Regions from separate parts of the Mus musculus genome. Here region 1 is linked to region 2. Evidence: chromatin contacts called from public Hi-C data. All regions are on one chromosome and are shown on one strand. The core of a region is the stretch at or near the end of the contact, and the rest is flanking DNA. Distances in the headings are between cores, read along the strand shown. Region 1 holds the start of Atf2 (activating transcription factor 2). Region 2 holds the start of Gorasp2 (golgi reassembly stacking protein 2).

The links. A called contact is a pair of places that touch in the nucleus more often than the background predicts.
Region 1: a contact with region 2 is called in a Hi-C map of neutrophils, with 7 times the contacts expected there. The contact joins the promoter of Atf2 here to the promoter of Gorasp2 in region 2. A contact is called at or near these places in 3 of 484 Hi-C or Micro-C datasets (CD4 T cells, cerebral cortex and neutrophils).

The regions. Positions count from the first base shown.
Region 1 is chr2:73,887,378-73,894,317 of GRCm38.p6, forward strand. Atf2 (activating transcription factor 2) reads right to left here and starts at 5,262. Exons shown (of 15, transcript NM_001025093.2): 1 at 5,098-5,262. It overlaps Gm10822 (a long non-coding RNA gene), which reads left to right and starts at 5,031. Exons shown (of 3, transcript XR_003953852.1): 1 at 5,031-5,362; 2 at 5,534-5,660.
Region 2 is chr2:70,659,680-70,667,168 of GRCm38.p6, forward strand. It overlaps Gorasp2 (golgi reassembly stacking protein 2), which reads left to right and starts at 1,830. Exons shown (of 10, transcript NM_027352.4): 1 at 1,830-2,081. The coding sequence starts at 2,019.

The DNA.
Region 1 (6,940 bases), core at 4,012-6,511, 3.2 Mb after region 2:
ATTCTCCTTAAAGAAAACTGAGACACCAGTGGTAGATGACACTTTTGATTCCAGCCCTCAGGAAGCAGAGGCAGGTGGTTCTCCAAGTCTGAGGCCAGCCTGGTCTACAGAGTGAGTTCCAAGACAACTTAGGCAACTCAGAAAAACCCTGTTGGCAGGCAGGGGGAAACTGAGGCACAAAAAACCAATTTGACTAAGCATAACACAGCTCACAATTTGGGTACTAACAACTACCCTAAAACAACATTCATTGTGCCAGAATATATGAAAGAAAATTTAGTAGTAATTCCTTGAAATCTGTAATTCAGAAAGTGGTCCATAAATTAAAACTAATAAATTCAATGAGCAAAGTATACAAAATTTAAGTAGTGATATTATTAGGCTTTTGTAAACAAAACAAACTGATAAATGACAGAAAATATAATAAAATAGGTATTTGTCCAAATACATAGGTCATTGTTCATAACTATAAAATTATATGGTCAACTATATTATGATTTTGAAACTACTGAACAATATAACTTTTTTCCAGTAATAACTCGCAGTCAAGTAATCATATCATATTGAAAATCATAACCACAAGTTAACAAAATGATGGCAAAGGTAGCACACTCACACTAAAACACCAGTGTAAGTAAGCCTCCTTCTGGGAGAAAGCAAAAGTCCTGGCAACTCCACAAATACTTATATTCTCTGATAAGTATTTCCACTGAGCTTATTATATTATAGAATCAACTCAAAGGAAAAAAACGGTAGCAAATACTACAAAGTTTATACAAAAGAAAAATACAGGAATACACACACAGTGAAACATTGTCTCAAAAAAACCCAAAACCGTTCATTAATTCAACGTTAAAATCAGAAAGGGGAAAAAAAAGCAGAGCAAGCTACATGAGATTCTGTCTTCAAAATTAAAATTATTAAAAATTAGCTAGACAGGGTGGCTAATGGCTGTAATCTCAGGACTTGGAGGCTGCTGCAAGATTGCCATAGGTCTGAGGCCATGAGTTCCAGCAGCCTGGATTACAGAGTGACATCCTATTTCAAATAAATAACAAAAATTTAAATCAATTTTCTTCCATTTAGGCATTTAATACTGAGAAATTTATTAAGTGGCTTAAGTGGCTCGGTTAACTACATAATCAATCAAACATCACAAAACGAATATAATAGAAAACTATAAAGCTAGAAAAGGTAAAACTAAATGAGTAAAGATAGAAAACTGGTATGCAAAGTTCCATTAGACAAAATGAAAACATGTTAGAGAACATACTGAAAAAATCAAAAGTGGCGCATGCCTTAAATCCCAGAACTAAGGAGGCAGAGGCAGGCAGATCTCTGAGTCTGAGGCCATCTAGTCTACAGAGTGAGTTCCCAAACAACCAGGGCTACACAGAGAAACCTGTCTCAAATGAACAAAAACAACAGAGTAACAAAACAAAAGGTTAGAAAGAAAAGCTAATGGTACAGATGAATGTAAACATATACTACGAAAATTAACTCAAGTCCATTTACTATTTGCCAAGCATAATTACTGTTTTTCTAAGAACCTTCTAAAGGATCACAAGTCACTCACTACTATATTTCAAGTGTTTTTGTTTTTGTTTTTGATTTCTTGGATATTAATGTGGGGAAAGGCTGACAATTAGCAGTTAAAATATGGACCCAAGTAAATATACCTACACTCTCAAGATACAGTCATACCCCATGTTGTCCCCTGACCCCAAAGGAGCAGGATGAAGAGAAGAAATAATTATTTTAGAGGTAGTGATATGGCTCATCCAGCAAAACATTTGCCATGCAAACCTGACAACCTGAGTTCAATACCCATAATGCATGTAAGGTAGAAAGAAAAAGCTACCTCCATAAAGTTGTTCTGTCCACTAAACCCAAGTTGTAGCATGTACATGCCAATACAAGCACATTATACACATATACAATAGCAAATAAAACATACATTTAAATCCCTTTATGATTATAAAAAAGAACAAAGTAAGCATCATAGACTATCTTAAAATAAAAATATGTTTGAGGTTTGTCAATAAAAAATGAGAAGGTATATATATCACATACAAGTTTATAATTGTATATTTCATGTAATATGAAACACGTATTACAATTACCAATGGCCTTAAAGACTCATGCATTCTTCTATTTTCTATGAAATGATACCTTACTTTAACTCTTTAACTTTAAGAAACATAACAAAGAAAGTGTTTTTCTGCCATTTCCCCCCACAGACAAAAATAGTAATAGGGATCACTATATCTTCAACATTAGAGTTACATATAGGGCTAATGAGATGGTCCAGTGGGTAAAGCTCTTGCTGTTGAGCCTTATGACCAGGGTTCTATCCTCAGAACCCATGTGGTGGAAAGAGAACATTTACTCTTCAATGTTGTCCTTTAATCTCCATAAATATGCTATCATCCACACAGGCAAGAAGGCAGACAAGCAGTTAGACACATATAACTGTAAAATAAAAAAATTACATAAATAGATTTTGAGAAATGTATATCTCAATAAAAAAGAGCACACCTTTTAGTCCCAGTGGTCAGGAGGTAGAGGTAGGCAGGATCTCTGTGAGGTGGAGGCCAGCCTGGTCTACAAACAAGTTCCAGGATAGCCAACTACAGAGATAAGCCATGTCTGGAAACAACAAAATAAAAAGAGCTTTCCTAGCACGGTAGAAAAGCAAACAAAGGGCTGGAGAGATGGCTCAGCAGTTAAGAGTACCTGTTGTTCTTGCAGAGCAGCTGGGATAAGTTCCCAGCACCCACATGGTGGCTCATAATAATATGTAACTCTAGTTTTAGAGATTCAGGATTTAAGATGGTCTCTAAGGGCACTGCCCATAAATGGTACACATACATATATGCAAGCAAAACACAAAAATAAATAAATCTTAAAAACAAACATAGAACATGTTCCATTTCAGACAAGATTTCAGTCTATAGAAATAGATGTGAATATAAGATAGTCACAAAATGTTAAAACCATTGACTATATGACAGGTGGTTTTGTAGGCTACAAGTTAATACAGGGAGTACTATATGTATTAATTTCATACAGGTCAGTTGAATCATCCAATCACTTTCATTGAATTATCTAATTACTTTCATTGACTTCTAATCAAGGAGGGTTCCAATACAAATTTTTTTGTTTTGTTTTGTTTTCGAGACAGGGTTTCTCTGGGTAGCCCTGGCTGTCCTAGAACTCACTCTGTAGACCAGGCTAGCCTTGAACTCAGAAATCCGCCTGCCTCTGCCTGGGATTAAAGGCGTGCGCCACCACGCCCAGCTTCCAATACAAATTTTGCTTTAAATATAAGACTTACTTTTCTAAGGGCATTTCAATAAGAGTAACAAAAGAAAGTGATACCAGTTCACAGAAACACATATCATTTTGGAAGAGACTAAAGTCAAAAATGAGTGGAAACAGCATGTAAGGTAAAGTTATTTACTAGATCTAGCAATATAATTGATTAGGAGAGTACAGATAATAATTAAAACTCAAGTTTTCAAGTTTTCTTAAAAATAAAAAAAAACAAAAACAAACCTAGATTTCTTGACTTAATGTTAGTCATGAAATATTTAATGGATAGTATCATTTCAAAACAATATAGCTTTAAAATTTTAAAATACCCATGAAAACATCTCTAAACATCTCTCCAATTATTTATTAATGATTTTAAGACCTAGAACCTTAATTATCACTCAACTATCGATGGCCTTAAAGATCCATGTACTTAGTTTTCTTGGCTTATATAGGATATGTTTTTAGCATACTCTACAAAATATTTCTATACTTTTGAAAAAAGTTTATTGCAGGGATTCTTCAAATAGGTTTAGCAAATTTAAATACAAGACTCTTATTTCATCTAGAGTTAACTGTTTTAAAATAAGCCTTTATAAAGTCTTACCATTTGGGTGCTAGAGACCCAGGCCATTTGGCGCTAAATGAGTAGTATTCCTGGAACGGTTATTACTTGACAATGGCCAAGGGTTAAGAATTTCTTCAAACAGGACAAACTGAGCTCAGAACAGTCCGTGTTTGGTCAGATGTTAAAAACAGCATTACCTGCATCTGGTGTGAACGTGTCCCTAGTTTATAATCCCCAAGAAACTGTGACTTCCACAAGGTAAACTAGGTATTAGTCGATGGGCCTAGAGTCTATCATGAGTATCCCTTTTACTCAATTATACTGGTGGTAGTTTTACTCGACCTTCCCAGTTTAAGAGTCTCCATTAAAGAAGAGACAATTTTATAATACCTATGTGCATAAAAATAGTTCCCATCTCCTCCAAGGTCTGGTTCAATGAGTGAGCATCCCGGGGAGACATACACACATCTCTCCCTACCTCTCTTCCTTGTCCCTGGGGTAATAAAAGGCACAGATTATTTTCCTACAAAAGCTCTGCAGAACACCGGTCGAAGTAAATGGGGTGTGGGGGGGAATAGCAGAATCAACCTGCACCCACACCTCAGCCCCGCCCCACCTGGAAAGGGGGGGGTGGCGGCGGCGGGAGTGTGAGGGCGGCAGAAAGGACAGAAAAGGCCGAGACCACCAGCAGGTTCTCCATTACCATTGGCTCCATCACGTTCCACCGAGGCCAGAGACCCTTGCTTCCCAATCCTTCAACGCACCATCCCAAACCCTCGATCGCCCGAGTCCCCGGTGGGGAGCCCAGCGTGGGCCCTCTGGGCAGCGCGATCAAGGACTAGCGGCGGGGGTCTCCCCGACAGATGGGCGGATCCGAAGGGCGCCTCGGGGACCTCTCAAGTGACCACACCAGAGGAGAAGTCGGAGGGAGGGGTCGGAGAAGAGCCGTTATTCCTTCTCGCTCAGGCTTGGGAAAGCGCGCGAGGGAGGGGCCGGCCGGAGCCGCAGCGCGTTACCTAACGGTCCGGTCGCTCCGCCAGACCAGAGGCGGCAACGCGGCCACCGCCGTCCGTAGGGTTGGGGTCCACAGCAGGGGCGCAAAAGGGGTGGGAGGCGGGGGGTGGAGACTACAGGCAGCGACGTCGCCATGTTAGCACCTTCTTCCTCTGCATCCCTACAACCTCCAAGCCCGTGGCCCTTCCACCATTACTCACCTTTCCAGGTCACTAATTCATGGTCCTGCCAGCCACCCGCGAGCCCGGAGGCCGGCCGTGTTTACAAACTAGCCCCGGAGGAGAGGGCTGAATCGCACTTTAAAGGCCACGGGCTCCCACAGGCTTCCGTCCTCTCTCGCGAGATCCGACTGACAAACCTTCTCCCCGCCCCACTCCCGGCATCCCTGCCGCTTTCTTCTTGCGCCCCTCCCCTTCACGCACACGCCCCTTCCTGCTTTCCACCGAGGGAGCGCCCGCGGGTCAGGTGACTCCGTCGTGCCTCGGAAAAAGGGCGGGTCTTCAGGAGGGCGGGGGCGGGGAGGCGGGAACCAAAGAACACTCGGACGCGAGTGATTGGGCGAAAAGCACGAAAGGCGGGAAGCAGGTCCAAAGGGGCGTGGCCAAGGTGCCCAAGGACCGTTGTTTCGGTAACCAGGGAACTGCAGAAAGCTGTGATTGGCAGCCGTCGGGAGGCGGGCACGAGAAGCTGCACCGGATCTGGGGCGCGCGCGCAGGTGGCGGAGGAGCGAGCAGGAGGGCGTGGGCGGTGTGAGAGAAGAAAGGTGAGGTCGGGGAGCCTAAAGGAGCCCAGCCCTGGCGCCGGATGTCTCTGTCGTATTGGTTTCTGACTTCGCTAGGGATATGAGACTATGAAGGGAGAAGCGCTTCTGGACCACTCTCCGTGTACCGAGAAGCCAGAGCTGGAGAGAGAGCTACGCTTAAGGTTTTGGAGAGTCGGGGTTTGCCAGTCATCACCTCCGCCCCCATGTGCACACTGAAGCAAAATAAGTCAGCCCTGCGTAGAAAATAGAAACCTTTTCTTAGAGAGTTCTTTGTTCGGATTTTACTAAGCCAGAACTGGAGCCGATCTTCCCCACCACCCTATGTCAAGTATATGGTATATTACATACGAGTATGTTCAAAGGCAGTGATCAAAAGGAAATACACCGTCTTCCACCCCCATGTCACCATATTTTAAAACAAAGCAACGATCTTTTTCCTAGAGAAAAATTCTTGTAATTATGAGTGTTTCTTTTATCAAATTTCCTTTACTTAGTTAGATATAAAAATACAAATTTCAGGGACCGAAGAGATGTCTCAGCGGTTAACAGTACTGGATGCGAGCCGGGCGTGGTGGCTCACGCCTTTAATCCCAGCACTCGGAAGGCAGAGGCAGACGGATTTCTAAGTTCAAGGCCAGCCTGGTCTACAGAGTGAGTTCCAGGACATCCGCAAGTAACCCTTAAGCCGTCTATAACTCCACTTCCAGGGTACCTGACGTAGAATTAAGAAATTAATTAAAATTATTAATTTCAATAGAATCACTTCATTCATTTAAAGCTTAAGAGATCGGTATTAATTTTTTTATTTTTTTAAATTTTCGAGGCAGGGTTTCTCTGTGTAGCCCTGGCTGACCTGGAACTCACTCTGTAGACCAGGCTGGCCTCGAACTCAGAAATCCGCCTGCCTCTGCCTCCCAAGTGCTGGGATTAAAGGCATGCGCCACCACGTCCGGTTTGGTTAATGTTTTAAGGAGGACTAAAGGACGCCAATGAGAACCCAGCAGAGAAGAGGCATTCTTCCCACAATATTTTCCTTTGCTCTATAAATTGTAGTGCCAAAGAAATGCCTGTTAATGTAGGAAGTAGGTTTCAAAAAAACTAGGGGGCGGGGCGGGGGAAGGAACTGGACAGATGGTTAGGAGTGCTTGCTGATGTTGCAGAGCACCCAAGTTTAGTTTCCTATCACCACATACCTGCTCAGCTGCTCATAAAAGCGGGGTGGGGGTGGGGATCGGACAACCTCTTCCAGCCTCCGTGGGCATGTGGTGCACATTCGTTTA
Region 2 (7,489 bases), core at 580-3,079:
AGAGAGACGTGGTAATTTATTTTCAATTTTTAAACAAAAATTGTTATAAAAAGGCAGGTCCTTGAGCAGTATAGAATACATAAGAACCCAAGATAAATACATAGTTACCACTCAGAAGTCCATAGTATAGCCCCTTCTCTTATCATCCCAGACAGTCCTATGTGGAGGAATGCACTAATGTATACTTTATTTTTAAAAAATCATTTTATATGCCTATAGGCTCAGTCTGTCTTCTAACTAGCTCCCTACCTCAGTAATTATCTTCCTTTTCATTAAAAGAAATAGTCTTCTCCTAAATCTAATATTCTAGCAACCATATTCAAGTTTCTCCAATTGCACCAAAAATGCCATTTACAAGCCAGGCACAGTGGCATATCTCAGCTACTCAGAAGGCTGAGGCAGGAGAGTCACTGGGAATCAGGGATTTAAGACTAGTCAGGAGAACACAGCAAGATCCCAGCTCTCTCTCTCTCTCTCTCTCTCTCTCTCTCTCTCTCTCTCTCTCTGTGTGTGTGTGTGTGTGTGTGTGTGTGTGTGTGTGTGTCTACACTGAGGCTGGAAGAGGGTGCTAGATCCCTTCGAGCTGAAGCTATAAGCATTATAGACAGTCTATTGTCGGTGCTGGGATCTGAATTCCCATTGACATGACTGAGCAGCCAACACTTTTAACCCGTAAGCCTCCTTCCTCTTCAGCCCTAGGAATTTTTTCAGATTGGCCTTCTGTTAGCTTTTTGTCAATGACAAAAAAACGACTTAAAGGAGAAAGAAAGATTTGTTTGGCTTGTAGTTTCAGTCCATAGCTGTTGGCTCCATTATTTTGGCAAAGCTGTTCATCTCGGGGCAGCTGTGAGGCAAAGAGAGAAAGTAAGCGGCAGGGTTCTACTCCCTACTTTAAGGACAGACTCCAACTTCCTTCTACAAGGTCCATCCCTTCAAGGTTCCTCCACCTCCACAGGCTAGGGACTATGAAACCTCTGGGCTTCACTCCAGATCCCAATGCAAGCTCTTCCTGGTATTTCTTAGTTTTGTCTATGGGTATCTCTTTCAGTCCAGTCTTCTTAATTTCATATGATTCTGATTCCATATGGCGAACTGGTCAGCTGTCGGGAAGAAAGGTCCCCGTACTGTATTCCCCTGGCTCTTTAGAGCACCACTCATTTGCTCCTCTACCTATCCTTTAAACTAGACTATCTAACTGGTGGCGTGTTGGGTTAACTATGAAAAACCATTTGGGACTAGAATACTTCAGAACCCTTAATAATAGCTCACACTGCAAAACACCAAAGACAGTCAACACCTGGATGGGACACCATTACTGAAAGTCAAACTATAGCATGGGGAGGAGACGGGGCAGGGAACACTGAGAGGGGTGCAGTGGGGCAACAGGCAAAATTCCAAGGAAATCCAACCCCTGCCCCTCGCTCCTGCGTAGCTCCGTAGTGTTCTATCAGGACGAGAAGAAAAACAACAAAACAGTAACCGCTTTTATTTCAGGGAACACTGCTCTTTATAAACGTGAGCTGAGAATACCTGATATTCCAACCCCAGAAAGGCACTGTGAACTATCCTCAGGTATACAATCTTATTAAACAAGACCTAAAACAAAGCAAGCGCCAGGCGTGCTCGGCATCTGCTCCCTTCCTCTCTGGCCTCTGGTCACCAGGAGGCGCTGCGACCAAATACCCTTCTGCGAAGGTAGAAACGCGCCGAGATAAGTCTTGTCTGCTCCGGGGCCCCGTAGCGAGCCGTCGCGTTCCGGGCTGTCTTTCCGCTTTCTCGCGCTCCCTGCCTCCGCCCGCTGCGCTCTTCCGATCGTTCCCTCCGGCTCCCGTCAGGGGGCGCTGTCTGCGGCGTGGCAGCGGCCGTGGCTGCCGGGCGACGATCTCCCGGCGGGCTGTGCGGCCCGGCTCGGGCTGCTGCAAGTGCCACGTCCCAAGAGCTACGCGGAGTCGCCAAGCGGGCGGTGCGCGAGGCGGAGCAGCGCTGAGCCGGCCGGGTCGTACGGATCGCCCGCCGCCATGGGCTCCTCGCAGAGCGTCGAGATCCCGGGCGGCGGCACCGAGGGCTACCACGTTTTGCGGGTAAGGCCCGGGGGGACGCCGGGGCGGCCAGGCCCGAGTCCGCGGAGCACCCTGGGCGCGGCTGCCGGCGACGTGGCCCGGGACCCACCACCCTGGCTCCTGGCCCTCCGCACGGCCTCGCCGCGCACTGGCCTGAGCTTCAGAGTTAGGAAGAGCAAGGGGCGCCGCCTCCAGAAGGAGCCGGAACCCGTACCTGTGTTCTCGGGGAGGGTGACGGAGCCACAGGCTAAGCGGAGATGTCACGACCGGTGTCGGTTCATCTCGGCTACCCCTGGATGCTTGCAAGGGCCACCTGGACAGGGAAAGGAGCACGAACGGCCTCGGGCTAGATTTGACAGACTTAAATTTAGTTGATTTTTGATAGGACTTTTCCGTTCCGGGTCGCTCCTGACCCTTCCAGATCTCTCCAACATTTCCTGGAGGAGAGGAACTTCCGTTCTTCTTTCTAAGATGAAATAGTCGGGGAGATTGAGGTTTAGGTCCGCGGAGGAGAGTTTCCAAAATAGCCAGGCTTGATGAGGAAACGCAGCGCCAGACACCAGGGGTCAAAGACACATCCGCCTGTGAACGGTCCTTTCCTCGTGGAACCAGGAATGTGGTGACACCTGTGTGAGTGCTAACATGGGCTGTGAACAGAGTGGCCTCAGTCTGCATCGCCATTTAGGGACAATCTTCTCTGAGAGTGTGCTTGCTTACCTTCATTTTCTGCCCTGGGTCGCATGTTCTGAATGAGATAACGTTTTAAAATAGCCCAGATACCTGAACGATAGGACTGTGATTGGTCACCTGGTTGTCGGGATTGTGGTTGTCTCTCCATTCCACTCAAAAGAGACTTTTGAAGCCCTTGTTTTTCCAGGGTGTTTCTTCATATGCCATATTACTTTCCTATTTCCTTCAGCTAACCAAACTCCTAAATCCCACACTAATAGGAAACACAGGAGAAAGAACTGCTTCATCCCGGGTTCGTAGGAAAATTAATGGCGATGCTTTTTCATCTGGTCTGATTCTGAGTTGACTCATGTGAGGTGTATTATCCTGTTACTTGCAGATTCTGAGTGTGGCCATGAACCCTTAGGGAGCTGCAGTATTTTTATTATAATAAACACCCAGGGAAACCTAGTAAGACACATTAGTGTTAATGAGTAGGAAAAAAAAATAGTCTTTAGGGTCTTAGATGGATCTTCATGTCAACAGAACTTCAGTTTAATGAGCTCATTCCTATGGAAGACAGTTGAAGTATGTCGTCTTCATAGGTGTGCTTCGGAGGATTTCTGAGTGCACACATAGTTAGTACAGGTGTGTTATTACTCTCTTCCTTGAGCTTTAGAAATAGTAGGGGCAGCCCCAGTTACCAGTCTGCATCTGGAGCACAAATGTTACAAAATATGAAATCATTGTATAGAGGGTATAAACCAAGGGAGCTTTAGTGATTATGTCATGAAAGCAAATGTTTTTAAGTTTTTAACCCTCTCTCTCCCTGATTTTGCCACTCATTGCCTTACCTCTGTTTTCAGAGAGAAAAAAAGAGTTCTCTCCCTCCTATCCGTTGCTTCCTAAGGCATGGTGGTACGTCCCACTACAGACCCCGATCTTGTGAGCCAATGTGTCTATAGCAGGAAACTTTTGAGATAAACTCACCCATGTTTGAACTGATGTAATTTCACTTTCTGTGGTAACTACCAGTTTGCTGGCCGTTCACTTGTTAGTGGTAAAAACACTATTTGCTCTTCTGATGCCCGTATCTGCTGCTATCTTACAGGAATCCACATAATCAAGTAAACTTGGAGAGATTATTTTCAGTACTTACTGCTCAGCTCTGCTTTACAATCTTTGGGCAATCGGAAACAGACCCAGCAATTACTCTAAGCAGAGTACTTTATCTTCTTAGGTGCTATGAATTTCTGTCTTCCTGTCTGTTCTCTTAGGTGGCGTATACGTGTTTTTTTCTGCCTTCCCGCATGGTTCGGTGCAATTGTGATCCCATTATATATTTACTGTTATCCCCATTGCAGAGGTGACTGACCACGGCAGGGTTTCTCCTGCGGTCATTCAGTGTGTTTTATGCAGAGAAGCATCTCTTCCCACACCTCATCTGCTTTTCTCAGGTTTTTGCTTCTTTGTGTAACTGGTGGAAGCATATGATACCTACTGTGACTGTGATGTTTCCTAACAGGGCCGTGAGGTTCACTGCATTGAGCTTCATAGGAGAATGTGGTTAACTAGCACCTCCTGGTGTTGAGCACGGAGTTTTCTGGTCTTTAATTCTTCAAAGGATATGTTCAGACCCTTAAATTCTTTTTGTTTCACTTGAATTATACATTCCAAAATTACAGACTTAACATTCTGTAAGTACTGATCTTCATTTTACTAAGTTGCTGTGTTTTCTGGTTATCCGTTCTTTATAGAACACTTAAACACATTTCAAGATAAAGTTTCATGAAATTGCACTGTCTAAAGGTAAATACTGCTGGAGTTTTTGTCTTTATTTTCCTGTGCTTTCCTCTACCCCCTATATATATGCCACAAAGGTTTTGAATGCTGTGGCATAATGAAGTTGAGTGTGGGCAAAATATATATTAGAGTGGGGTGTGGTCAACCACACCCATAATCCAGCACTTGTGAGGTAAGGCAGGATTGCCAAAAGTTGAAGACCAAGTTTGAGTACAAAATGAGTTTTAGGCTACTCTTAGTTACAGACTGAGACCCTGTTTAAAATCAAGAACAAATAAAGATAGATTAGTCATACAGCCTAAATAATTAGCAGTTTTATTTCTTGGTAAGTAAATTGGAACTAATTAATTAATCAGAAAGCTGTACTTTCAAGGAAAAGTTTATCAAACACCCTGAATATTTTCAAAAGTTATTTTTTAAAAGTGGGTACTTAGGCCGAAGAGATGGCCCACTGGTTAAAGTCACATACTGCTCTTGGAGAAGACCCGTGTTCAGTTCCCAGCATCTAAATTGGATGGCTCACAAATGCCTATAACTTTAACTGTAAGAGTTATACCTCTGGCCTGTGCAGGCATATGCACATACCACTGCCAAAGTGAACTCTGTAGTACACACCTTTATTCCCAGCACTCTGGAAGCTGAGGCAGGCAGATCTCCGAGTTTAAGCTCAGCCTGGTCCATATTTTGAGTTCCAGACTACTTGTGTCACAGAGTTTAAAGAAATGTTACTTTTAAAATCCAAACAATAGGCTAGAACTATGTATCACTTTTTACAGACAATGTGTCCTTAGGGCTTCTAGGTTTTATAGAAGTACTATAGGCTGCCTCCTACAGTCCCTGTATGTTGAATGCCAGATTCTTGCTTCCATTTGACATTTGTTATTAAGTGAGTCTAACAAAGCCATTCTCAAAAGTTTCATCTTTAGAGTGGTCTCTTAGATGGCCATTATAAATTTTAAAATTCTGGCCTTACATAACACTCTGAGAAAGGAGCTCTCCAAGGACATTGTGGACCCAGCGCTCACACTAGTTTGGGGAAATGCTGTTTTACTCTGTTGACTGATGGGCCATTGATACGCTTTGCATCTCCACTGTAATCAGAAGCCTAACCCAAGCTTGCTGCAGACTCCACAGTAGTTACGTGCTAACTTCAAAGTGCAAAGTGACTGTAAATTAGTCCTGTAGAAAGAACACCTGGACCATTGGGTGGAGCTGCCCTATTTTAGGGGTGCCTCACTGACAAAGAAGCCCTGTTACAGGGGACTACTTTTTTGACAAACTCATAAACAACTGGGCTACTTAATGTTGTTTTCCAAATGTAATTATAATGCTATATAAGCAGGTCCCACCTGCAGATTCTGTCTCCCTCCCCGTTGATTTCTTCAGTTTAACACCAGGAAGCTTTTTAATTCATAAGCATTCTTTGAAATTACGTTCAAATGCAGGACACAGATGATTGCAGCTTCCTACAGCCCCAGATACACAATACATGAACCCAAGGGCACCTTTAAACATTGTATCACTGAACGTAAACTTTCTGTCCAAAGACTCAAGCAAGTTAATCTGGCGGGCTGGGCTCCTCACTGGCCAGATCTCCTGTTCTCCATTACCTGTGACTTTGGTAAAGATTCTGCGAAGTGCTGGTTCCATTGCCTTCGGGGCCAGCGCCACTGACACCACTGTACTTTTTTTTTTTTAAACCGTCTTTAATATTCTACTGAAAGGACTATATCCGCAGGATTCACTAACTTAAAAAAAATGTGAACTGGTAAATACTTGGGAAGTTCAGCATGTGCTTTGCAATCTGACTGCATATTGCGTGGGGAAATGTGATTATCTAGTAAAATGACTTGTTTCTTTAAAAGACACACTCAGAGTGGTTACTTTGAGAGACCGTATACTGCCCTGTTTGCATTGCAACTAAATTTTCTACACTAGGAAAAGGAATAATGCTGGCATTTTTCTTTCTCTTCTTCCCTTCACCCATACACACCTTTTGAAACCATGAAAACATATTTTCAGAAATGGGGAACCACATCGACTAGTGGGCATAGATACCCTGAGAGACTGTTCTGGTAGACCACTAGTGTCTAGTAGACACTGGGGAACTGGATTCCAGCCCCTGATGCTAGCTCGGCTGACAGCCTGTTTGTCTGAAAGTCGACTACAGCAGTGCCTTTGTCACCTTCGTCACTCAGTCCCACAGCACACATTAGACATAAATATTTGAAAACAAGTACTGTTAAATTATAATACATCCTACCCTTCGGTTATCCTGTGCATTAAGTGAGCTATTCCATGACACACTCTGGACTGTGGTAAAGACTCAATGAAGGTTAGCTGGTGGCCTTCTTACCAGCATTACATTATTGCCTAGTTTGTGAGATCCACTCTTGCAGTAGTAATAAACAGTTTCAGCAGTGTTCCTTTCTAATCAACGTGTAGCTACTTTCTGCATGTGTGCCTAGCCCAGTATATGCTGCTATTTGAAACAAGTTTGGAGGGAATTAACAAGGTGACTTGCTAGGCACCTGTGTCCGTGCACAGGCCTGTCAACCTGAGCTTGGTCCTTAGCTCCCACAAGACAGCAGGAGATAAATGACTCCCAGGAACTGTCATCTGATTTCCACACCCATCTTTGTGTGTACATTGCACACTGTCTTATCTGTCTGTCTGTCTCTCTCTCTCTCTCCCCCCTCCTCCCTCTTTTTCATACATGTACAAAAGTAATTAAGTATAAAAGTTAAAGTTTGCTTCAAATCTGATCCTTTAATTCCTGTCCCTAAAGTATATGCATATATAGTATTTGTTGCTTTTAAAGACTTTTCGTTTTTGAAGACATTGTTTGTTTCTTGAAACTCAGGTGAGCACCATTATCTTTCTCATTACTCCGTCCTGCTATGAGTGGATACAGTCATTTGTTCCTAAGAACCCAGGTGGTCAGGGCCGTCTTCTGC